2 separate regions of the Mus musculus genome follow, and region 1 is linked to region 2. A link is a contact called in public Hi-C data. All regions are on one chromosome and are shown on one strand. The core of a region is the stretch at or near the end of the contact, and the rest is flanking DNA. Distances in the headings are between cores, read along the strand shown.

Region 1 (5,228 bases), core at 1,231-3,730, 66 kb before region 2:
GTGCACTTCCTTGGACAGCCACACTGGGCACATGCATTCCACACTGGGCACATGCATTCAATGCCCAGCCACCTGTCCTTGGGTGCTGTCTAACTGTTATAAAACATTGGCTCATTCTGACTGATTTTGAGCTCAGTTGCCAGTTTGCACTTGATCTTCTCGAAGGTCATGACTTCCTCCAGTGTTCCCGCCCCTGCTGGCCTTAGCCCACCTCCCAGCCATGCCCTGGGATCTCTTCTCTTCACCTTGTTGCTTGGGGTAGCTTGAGTGTGCTGTAAGCTGATTTCCAGTCTCTGCATCTTGGCATTTCTTTGAGCTCCCTTTGCTTCTCTTGCTTTCTGTGTACCGGACCGAGTCCCTCAGCCTCTATGCTATTTCTGTTGGCAGCTTCTAAAAGCCTCCTTGATCCCTTTAACCTATAATTTCTCTTCATTTTGCTTCCATTATCAATAATGCTTATTGCCTGACTCAACAGCCTTGTCTCTTCAACATAAAGAGCCTGCTTCTTGCTCTTACAGCATCAATTTTCCAAGAGTAAGCACCACTACCTTGCTTTTATCCCTAGCCTACAGTTTGCAACACGCCCCAAGCAGGCAAGCCTTAGCTCAAGTTTACAGCAGAGTGCCACCAGGATCCTGTCTTTCTTTCATAGGGTTAAGGGGACTTTCATGAGACCTAGTTGGGTGGGTGGGTGGGGGGCAGAAAAGAACAGAGCTGTGGTGAAGACCCTGAGTCAAACCCAGTGCCCTGCAGAGCTGCGCAGTCAGTGTATTTAACCTGAGCCCACAGTTACCTGCTTTTATGCAGAGCTGAGTTGTTGCCATAGAAATGGGAACACCAGCCCTTTCCATCTACTCTGCTTATGTAGCTAGAAAACACAGCTGCTGGGGTTTTCTCTGGTACTCTGTGTGTGTGTGTGTGTGTGTGTGTGTGTGTGTGTGTGTGTGTGTGTGTGTGGTGTGTGTGTGTGTGTGTGTGTGTGTGTGCGCGCGCGCGCGCGCGCGAACATGCGCACTACTCCTATTCCTGAGCACTATCCTTTGAACACAAATCAAACTTCAACATCCATGTATGTTTCCTATCTTGCTTCAGATACAAGGTGCAGTAAGATACTATAACACATAGACCATGAAACAGTAACAACTTGCAAGCAAATGGCCTGCCCTGAGAGTGCTCTAGAATGCTCCCCAGTGAGGCACACAGTAGGCCTGCTGCTCTACTGAGGGTGCAAGAGAAAAAGGTCAGGAGCTATGACCTCCAGGACTATTGCTGTTTCTCTCGCTGGCAGAACACTGCCAGCTCATTCTGACCCTGCTTCTGCACAGAATCCAATGGCCTAAACTCAGCCAGCACAGTTTATCTGCAGTCACCCGAGGGAAATTACCCCAATGGGATAATCTGTCATTTCCTCCAGGGCACCTCCAACCAATTCTGCCTCCAGCTTTCTTTGGGACCTGACATGATGTGAAAAGTCATTTGAAAATAAATTCCTGCAAAAGGCAGAGAGAAATTTTGAAAAGGTTCCAGGCATGGAGACAGGATGCCTGCCCTCTAGCTTGTACCTGCCTATATGGGCTGTGTGGCCTTTGATAGGTCATTTCACCTCCTGGGCCTTCAGCTTGCTCCCTGCTGACCCAGTGGTCTCTAGGTGAGAGATGAATGCTAGCCACAAATGCCCGGAATGAGCACTTGGCAGCCACTTCTGAGGCAGAGAATCAAAGCTCGGCTGGCCCTGGGAGTGGGACACAGGAGGAATGAAAGGTGACCGCTCGCCTTTTTCTTATCTTTTTTTATTCCCCCTCTTTCTTGCTTGCTGTTAAGCTCTTGAAACTTTTTATCTTTTGGTTGGGAACACGCTGTTCTCTCAGGCTGCCAAAATAGTGTGAGCGGGAGCTGCAGCCTCCTCTGAGGTGGAACGAATTCCTCATCACTCTGGTTTAGTCATTTTTGCCTTGGGAAAGCCAGCAACTGCATTCTCCAAGAAGGCGGACTTCATCCAGAAGGAGATTAATGGAAGCCTCGGGGTAAACAAAGTAGCAAGTGCAGGACAATTCACCCAGTCACTGTGTGCTGCAAAGCCGGGAGGGAAGCTCTCGGTTGGCCAAGCTGGCTCGCTTTGCCTCAGTGAACCCTACAAACCAGCTCCCATGCTAACCACAGCCAGGACGTCAGGCCAGAGACCCACTCTTCCCAAGACAGGTAGACGTGAGCTACTGGGCCTTCAGCAGGACACCCCTCAGCAGTCTTCCCTGAGCTTGAGAGGCCAGGTACCAGCCCTGAAAAGCTGTCTTCCCATTCCTTCACCACAAAAGCAGATGACTAAGGTAGAAGACAGGTTTAAAAGTACTCTCTGGTCCTGGGGCTGGATTCCTGGATTCCTGGATTCCTGGATTCTTTTAAAAGCAATTTTAGAAGCAAGATTATATTTGAAAGTTTACTTACAAGTTCCGCTTAGGTTCCTCCACAAGCACAAAGCACACCCTTCTGGAAGCTCGTAGGCTTAATATAGGTCAGGGAAAGGGGAACTGGACATGAGAAGGTAGGTGGGCCACATCACCCTGAATCAATCTTCTCATTTCCTCCACAAAGTGACGAAGTTATTTAATGTCATCAAGGGTAAAAACTGGAAAAAGGAGCCACAGGTTTCATTCCAGCACTTTCCTTAGACATTAACCCTAGGAAATAACATAATAGGATATTTTCAAAACAATGAGTTGTAGAAATGAGGACCCCCCCCCATTCTCTTCCTTCCCTTTTTCCTCCCTGCTCACCCCAGCCATGGGGAGGGCAGATTGGTCTTGCCCTCAGGCCCCACCCACAGCTGAAAAGTCAGATTTCTGGATGAGCCCATAGCTCTGAAGCTACTAGGTGATTCCAACGCACACATAGTACTTATCAGCTTAGAAGTTTACTTCTCTGGCTGAAAAGACCATTGTTCTTCAAAAGATGTAGACAAGTCTCAAAAACTTTGTATAAAGCCAGTCAATCAGTCTGTGAAAGTTTTTATGTTAAATGGCTTAGTCGGCCATCATTGGGAGGAGAGGCCCTTGGTCTCGCGAAGATCATACGCTCTAGTACAGGGGAACGCCAGGGCCAGGAAGCGGGAGTGGGTGGGTTGGAGAGCAGGTCTGGGAGAGGGTATAGGGGACTTTGGGGATAGCATTTGAAATGTAAATGAAGAAAATATCTAATAAGAAAAAAATTTAAAAGCAAAAAAATTTACAATTTCTAGGCAAATTCAAATGTCTCTAAGAAGGATGTTGCCTTAAATATTATTACTAATAACAATTTTGATCATATGACTGAGTGAAAAGCTATAGAAATGTCAAGGTATCAAGTCATATTTTCAAAATTATTACCCATATGCATTTGCAAGCTTGTCAGAATTTCAAAGACACACCTACACATTAAGAAGTGACATTTACAATTAATCTCCTGATTAAATTATCGATATTCTCTCTTCTCAAAATGTTTCTTTTATTTATTTCATATGTGCTGTCTGGACTCTTCAACAATGCCAACAGTTTTCCTGTCTCCCTAAAATTTTGGAAGTATTCATTTGGAAATAACTGATAGATCAACAGGTATTTGTTGAAATTCTTTAAAATGCTTAGACACTGAGAGATGTAAAAACCAAATAAAATTCCAAATTCTGATTTTAAAAGACTTGTAATTTATAAGAGAAACAAATATATATGTCTACACACACACACACACACACACACGCACATATATATATATACACTCATATATGTATCTATTTATATATACATGCATACACATATTTTGAAGGCAGGGCAGGTTTAATGAATTGGTTCATTCAGTTGTAGATTTGTAATTCCAAAATCTGCATCCACAATTTTTTTCTTCATTGAAATTTTGGGAGTTTTATTCATTTTGATTCAGTTAAATGCAATTTAATCTGTTGAGGGCAAGTTGAAGCTATGAGACAGAAATGATAGATTATGGGTCCAGGAAAGAGTTGACTTTGGAGCCCAAGGTCACAAGTGATTTCTATGCAGAATTATTTCTTCCTTAGAGGCACGGTCTTCTATTCCTCAACTGAGTAAATTCGGTCTGCCTCTTTGATAGGGTACTTTATGCAAAGTTTATTGATTCAAATCCTAATCTCATTTTTTTTAAAATGTCTTCATGATAGTATATAGAATGTTTGGCCAAACAGCTACGTGTGATGACCTAGCCAAATTTACATTCAAAATTAACAAGCACAACCAGATTGGCATAAATGGAAAAGAAAAATAAAACATAGATTAGTTTGTTTGTTAGCTGGATAAGAACGAGACAAGGAACAGAGGTGATCCTGATCCGGGTCTTTTCTGTAGGAGCCATTTATGTATTGAGACAGTGGCTCAGGGTTCTGACGAGGTGTCAGGATAAGACACCCATTTACTCTGATGATAATTCGAGATGTAATGGGTAAAGACAGGGAACTGAGAATTAGCCAGACAGCACAATTTGGCCTTCCCAACAGCAGGGTCACATTGAACTTGAAACTACGGGGTGAATAGACTTTCTGCAGAACACCCCGTAGGAAATATTGGGACAGGGGCTGAGAGAACAAAGGTCTTCCTTTACCATAAGTGGTTCTCCAGCTAGGAGCACCCATGAACAATCAAGGGGACAGAGCCAGCAGGGGGAGACAGAAAGAAACATCAGATGATGGGGAGAGGTACAGGGCCGCAGCCTGAGTGGTCCTTCCTTTCTGGGACAACTGATCCAAAAGCAGTGATGGGGGCCAAGTGAGGAAGGGTCATGCAGTGAAGATCTGAGGGAGGGGCCTTGAGTGGGAAGAAAGAGGAGACCCAAGGAATGGACCTGATCTTTGAGACTAGGTCTTTAATACTTTGGGAAGAGCCATTTCAAAAGTAGAGGGGCGAATCCAAGAGCCAGGAAGGGCGGAGTCTACCAGAGGGGAGCAAGCAGTGCTGGGGGTGGGGGTGGGGGTGGGGGTGAGAAGGATTACGGAGGCCATGGGAGGCTGGGTGGGGCTAGGGGGAGGTACAGGAAGCAGTCCGGCTGACAGTGAGCGCTGGGAGGGGCTTGGCATTATTGGAAGAAGAGAGGAGGAAAGTGGTGGGTGTTTTCAGGCCTCTCAGCAAAAAGGTGCTAGAATCCTGTTATGCTCAGGGAAGAGGTACAGGTTGAGGGTTCCTTCAGGGCAGTCGGGAACAGGTAAGGAAAAATTGTAATGATGATTCTCCAATGCC
Region 2 (5,237 bases), core at 2,363-4,862:
TTGCAGTGCTACCCAGTGGTAAGAACTGCCTGTAAACCAAAGGTGGGTTTGACTAAGGGATGTAGATTTTTGGTGATGGCATCAAATAACTATTGACTTTTCCTCGAGTCACCTAAAAATTGGAGCTTTAAAATTGTTGCAAATTTATGTTTACTATATTTCTTTAGAAATATAATTTGTGAAAAATTGAATTTTCCTACAGAAAAATGAATTAATAAACAGCCCTGTGTTTCAGGGTTCCACATGTTGAGCAGTGTTTCTATTCACATAGTAAATGGAAATCAGCTAAAGAAACTGCTTTACCAAATTAACAAACAAACAAAACCTAAGACCTACAAATAATACTTAACCCCCTGTATGACTAATGCTGGTGCTAAAAACAAATTTGTTGGACATTACAATGCCATGTGGTTTGAAAATTTTCTTGTAAACTGAATCTTTAAGGTGAAAAAAATTACCATGCACTGTACAATAAACTGCAACTGTTCAGATATCTTCTTTGTCAAATGCGCGCTGACTTGCTGTATGTCCCAAGTCATGTTGCAAAATCCTTCAACATGCTTGAAATAAAGAAAGCTCTCGGACAGATCTGAGAAATCTGTGAATTCAGATGCATCTATGGCTCTGAATCAAATCTGGGCTATAAGAGGGTCGGGTCAAAGACTTGTGGTGTTGAGTAAGACTCACTGAGGAGGGGAGAAAGGAAAGAAGAGGTTAAAAGTGGGAGAAGAAAAGTGAGACAGACAAGAGGAAGAAAGATGTGAAAAATTTGCACATATTGAACATCATAAGATCTGTATATTTAACATGGAAATAAATTGAATATATTATACTTATTGTCACATAAAGAGAATTTTAAGTATCTGCTAGAAAGTATTTTCATTTGTATTGTCTGCCAAAACACAGACTCTGATTAAAGAATAAGCACGGTGTGTCTTTGTACCACCCTGTTGCATTCTCTCCCATTGTAAAACCATGCACTAGTGAAATTTATTTTTAAAAATAATATAAATTGTTGAAAATGGCTGATTTTTATTCTTTTTTTTTTTTTTTTGCAAGTTGCAGCCCCGAGAAAATAATTTAAATATTCAGCTAATCTGTGTCCATGCAAAAAAAGTTTCTTTAATTTCATTCAGTACAGTGCAGTCACAGAATTTTGATTTTCAGAGTCCAGTACATCTCGGCATTAGTGAATGACATGCCTGCCTCCCTCCCGGAGCAGCCCCGGCGGCCGCTCTCCCTGCTGGAGCCCCTCCAGGAACGGTGGCTGACTCTGCTCCTGACCACTTCTTTGGTCTCTTGCTTTTCACCTGATGCTTGCTTCCTAGGTCTTTGCTCCTTGGCCTGTAATGTGTCTTAATGGCTGTAGAGCTCCATTTCTGTGGCATAACAGGGCTTTGGGGTCAGATAAATGAAGAAAATTGATAAAAATATAAAGGAGCCATTGAAAAGGGCTGACTGATTCTTTAAGATTAATCCATGGCTTCAGAATGGACCAAAACTCGAGTGTCATTGAACTCCAAACCTGATAGATAGTTCTTCACAGCTCTGCTCTTTCACCTGAGGGCCTTTGCTAGGGCACAATGTGTACGACTTCCTCTGAGAACACAGGACTGCTTGGTATCCCTAGACGTGGGCTCTGTAGACACAACATCAAGCATGCAGTGTTACCAGGGGCTTCCACCTGTGCGTTTTCTTCTGGTTTTTGTATCGCTGGTTGTTGTGACAACAGTTTTATAGTTGCTATGAACGAGAGTAAGAAGGTCCGGTAGAACTTTCCAGAGACGATTGGGAAGCTCTTCTTGTCAGAGGTGCCAAGGTTGGATCTACTAGGGAGGAAGGAGGGAAGAGTTTGAACCATCCAATCACCATGTTGGATAGTTCCAGTTCATCTAAGAGTATCTGGGCCACTCCCATAAAGGATTTGTGATCCATACGACCATAATCTCCCCAGACAATGATCTGTTGGCAGAAAACAAAAAAGTAATGTTACTATAGACATGCACATCACAGCAGAGAAACCAATCATAACTAAGACAGGAAAATGTGCTTAGCTAATAAGCTGCTGTCAAGGGTGTCTGATTAATGGCACTGCTGCCTTTAATTCCCAGAAGCCAGAGTGACATTAGGAAAACCGCATAATAGTGTAGGGCAAACTGAGCTGGAGTGTAACTCAGGTTCACGTGTCTGCGTCCTTGGTCTTTCCCTTTAAGGGGAACAGCAACAAGAACAGCTATACAGCACTGGCCACTGCCTTGCAGCTGACAGAGAATTTCAGCCATGACGAACGGGGAAGAAATTCACAGAAGAGATGCTAGACTTACAGTGTGGCTTCATGGCCACCCCTTTCTGTGTCAGAGGTCAGCCGTGAACACGTACCTGTAACACCCTCCCCTGGGGGCTCTCCTCGAAGGACAAGAGCTGCTGGTACAGGGGCTCCAGGGTCTTTCTCGCCACCTTGGTTTTCTTTTTGGCTATGCAGACTCCGTTGTCTAACAGATACACCTTGACATACGGTGCTTGGGAGAAAAGAACAGAGTGAGTGATGAGCAAGACTGTGAAGTACCCAGCACATAGAGGGCAAGCACAATGGCTTCATCTTCACTGAAGAGCTGGCAGCACTCAAGCCACTGGCATGCCTTCCACGTCAGAGCCACAATGGACAGTTGTCAGCCATTCAGTATTAAGTATATTGACATAGCCTGTGAGGGTCTTTTTTCTCTCCACAACTCCTTCTTGTAGAGATTTAAATGTGAATTAAATAAGGCAATATGCATCCACTTACAAACAAGATTCAAGAGCAATGTCTTAGTCTTTAAATTACCAATATTTGGATCTCATTAGACATGTTTGAAATGAGGAGGTTTTTTTTTTTTTTTTTCCACTACCCCACAGGGCTCCCTTACTATTCAAAGCATTTACTAACTGGTAATGGTGTGAGTCCAAGCAGGGATGGGCTCTGAGGTGATACATTCAGAAGGAGCTTGGAAATGCAGCTCACTAGGAATTCTATGCCTACAACCTTCTATGACAGACGCTGAGACATGACATGCGACATTCCCATGTCTCATGCTGTTCATTATGGTGAAGATGTCAACTACTCTCAGAATCTTTACAACGTAATTCTAAAGTGGTACAGTCAGAAACATAACTTTACTTCAAAATTCCTATAAGGATTGAGGAGTTGAGAGAGAAATGCATAATTATGTCAGTGTGGGCTTTGGGAACAGGGACACTTTCAGAATCCACATCTTTATGTGCTGGATCTCTCATGCACCAAGCTATGGCTCCGAGCACCTTGAATTATAATGATGCTTGAAACACGTGGCATCAAGTTATGCCAGAGCCTCTTACATACTGTAGGCCTGAACATTTGTCTTAGAGCAGCCAGCATTCATAGTCTATGGGCCTGTGTAGATCTAGTCTATTTTTATTTTAATTCCAGAACTTGAAGGATGCCTAAGGAAAAAAACTGAAGTTCTCAGTAAACCAAAGAATAACATAAAACAGCAGCTAACTGGAAACTACACTTGCAGCACACACTGTGACAATGTGCCTGAGCAAAGGCGGAGGCCTCCGCTGTGCATGTACTTGTACGCTCCCTTCCCCCTTGTCACTCACAGCTCCCTCAGAATGCTGGCAGACAGCTCAGCCCCCACGCACTGTGACAGCAGAGTTCTCTACTCACTTCTTGATTAAGAAGATCTCGGCAAAGAAAGGCACCATTTACACCAAACGACACAGACATAAGAATAACAGACTCTCTTCTGTTTTACCTGGCAGTGTCTTGGAACCTGGTTTTACCACAAGGCCGCGCGCCCGGATGATTTCTACCTCCAGCTGTCCCTTTTTATCCATCATTCCCACCTGAATGTCACCTGGTGGGCACATAGGAAAGAAAAACAGGATGTAGGAAGAATGCTTGTGCCAAAGAACTCTGGGTCAGACATTCTCCAGATATATTCTTATGTCCGAAGATGATCAGAAATCATTTCATTTTTACAAATGAAAAAACTGAGAACATTTACTGTTAAAACCTAAGACTCTTTTTTCTTGCTGGTAATCTTGTTAAAAGTAGCATGAAATTGAGGGAATGTGACTTTCAGTAATCTAAAGGACAGTGAAGTCATGTGACAGAAAGTCTTACCCATTGCAGGAGTAGCCAGGGTCTGGCGTCCCACTAGCTGAGCAGGGCCCAGGCCATCCAGGAAATCACTGAACTGGCTGTCAGAGGCCAGGCGGACCCCAGGGAAGATCAGACTGAAAGCAGAATGACACGTGGGGTTAAATCCTCAGCCTTCCTTGAGTTTTCTGCTGGCCTTGCTGATGTGGCAAGGCTAAGATGCCACTAATATTCACTGGACCCCAACATCCCACAGCACCTCCCACAGATCTCAGTCCATCTTACACTCTCTCGCCTTCCACGCCTGTCAGCAGAAGCACCTACTACACCATGTGGGCTTCTGGTTATGTGTCTTCTCTGGCTTCGTCTTGGGGGTGGGGACTTTTGTCATGGCATGCTTTGCCATGTTTAATCCTCTTAGCTACACTAAGAGACTCTACTACTTATCTTTTTATGGCTGAAAAAATCTGTATCATTCTCATCAGCATATAAACAGGCCCCCATGCCATCTTACAAAAAAACAAACAAACAAAAAAAAAACCCCAAAACAAACCCAACCCCTTCATGGATTGCACTCTCCTTCCCAGTCCACACCCCTTTCATTCCCTGAATCCTTGGAAAAGCCCTCACTTTTCTCTCTTCCAAAGTACCTCTATGCTTTAATCTCTGCCAGTTCTGCATTAAACACCACAGCTGCATCTTTTTACCTCATGTCTTTTGCATGTGTCTGAGTTGGATGTTTCACCCAACTGAGTGGTGTCTGTGTTGGTGCTGGCCAGCCTAGAGCATCTCTGGCTTAGCCCTCCTCTCTGGACCACACCCTTTCATTCCAACAGTTTAGCTGGCTAACAGGATATCTACTGGGCATAAGGTAACACCATCTCCCAATTGCTCAGCAGTAGGCTCGTCTTTATCTATTATGTCTTCTTCAAAGTTTAAATGTTGAAGCCCTAATCCATAGTGTGCCTAATCCATAGTTTTAAAAAGGGGCCACAGCATAGATAAACATAAACGAAGGTTAAATGAAGTCACAAGGGGTGGGGGTTGGGAAACAATGAAAGAGGAAGGAAGGGACACTGAGAACATGGTGTAAGAAGGTGGCCATGTGTAAAAG

The links. Hi-C and Micro-C count contacts between places; a contact is called where the count stands out from the background.
Region 1: a contact with region 2 is called in a Hi-C map of cerebral cortex, with 2.1 times the contacts expected there. The contact joins the promoter of Dcstamp here to the enhancer-like site in region 2. A contact is called at or near these places in 2 of 39 promoter capture datasets (macrophages and stem cell-derived epiblast-like cells), 8 of 484 Hi-C or Micro-C datasets (the N1E-115 cell line, brain, cerebellar granule neurons and 4 more), 2 of 115 datasets of contacts at active chromatin or transcription factors (both in embryonic stem cells) and 4 of 9 other capture datasets (adipose tissue, embryonic stem cells, liver and 1 more).

Annotation. Positions count from the first base shown.
Region 1 is chr15:39,743,182-39,748,409 of GRCm38.p6, reverse strand. Dcstamp (dendrocyte expressed seven transmembrane protein) reads right to left here and starts at 2,480. Exons shown (of 4, transcript NM_029422.4): 1 at 2,443-2,480.
Region 2 is chr15:39,678,271-39,683,507 of GRCm38.p6, reverse strand. Rims2 (regulating synaptic membrane exocytosis 2) reads right to left here. Exons shown (of 27, transcript NM_053271.2): 24 at 4,148-4,260; 25 at 3,777-3,878; 26 at 2,380-2,519; 27 at 1-1,962. The coding sequence ends at 1,744. Among named protein-coding and RNA genes, the nearest start is that of Dcstamp, 65 kb to the left of the region's middle. Within about 2 kb of position 3,612, at least 16 of the 459 cell types and tissues checked have an H3K27ac peak or open chromatin away from gene starts, as enhancers often do. A contact at or near this core is called in cerebral cortex, where this site is marked.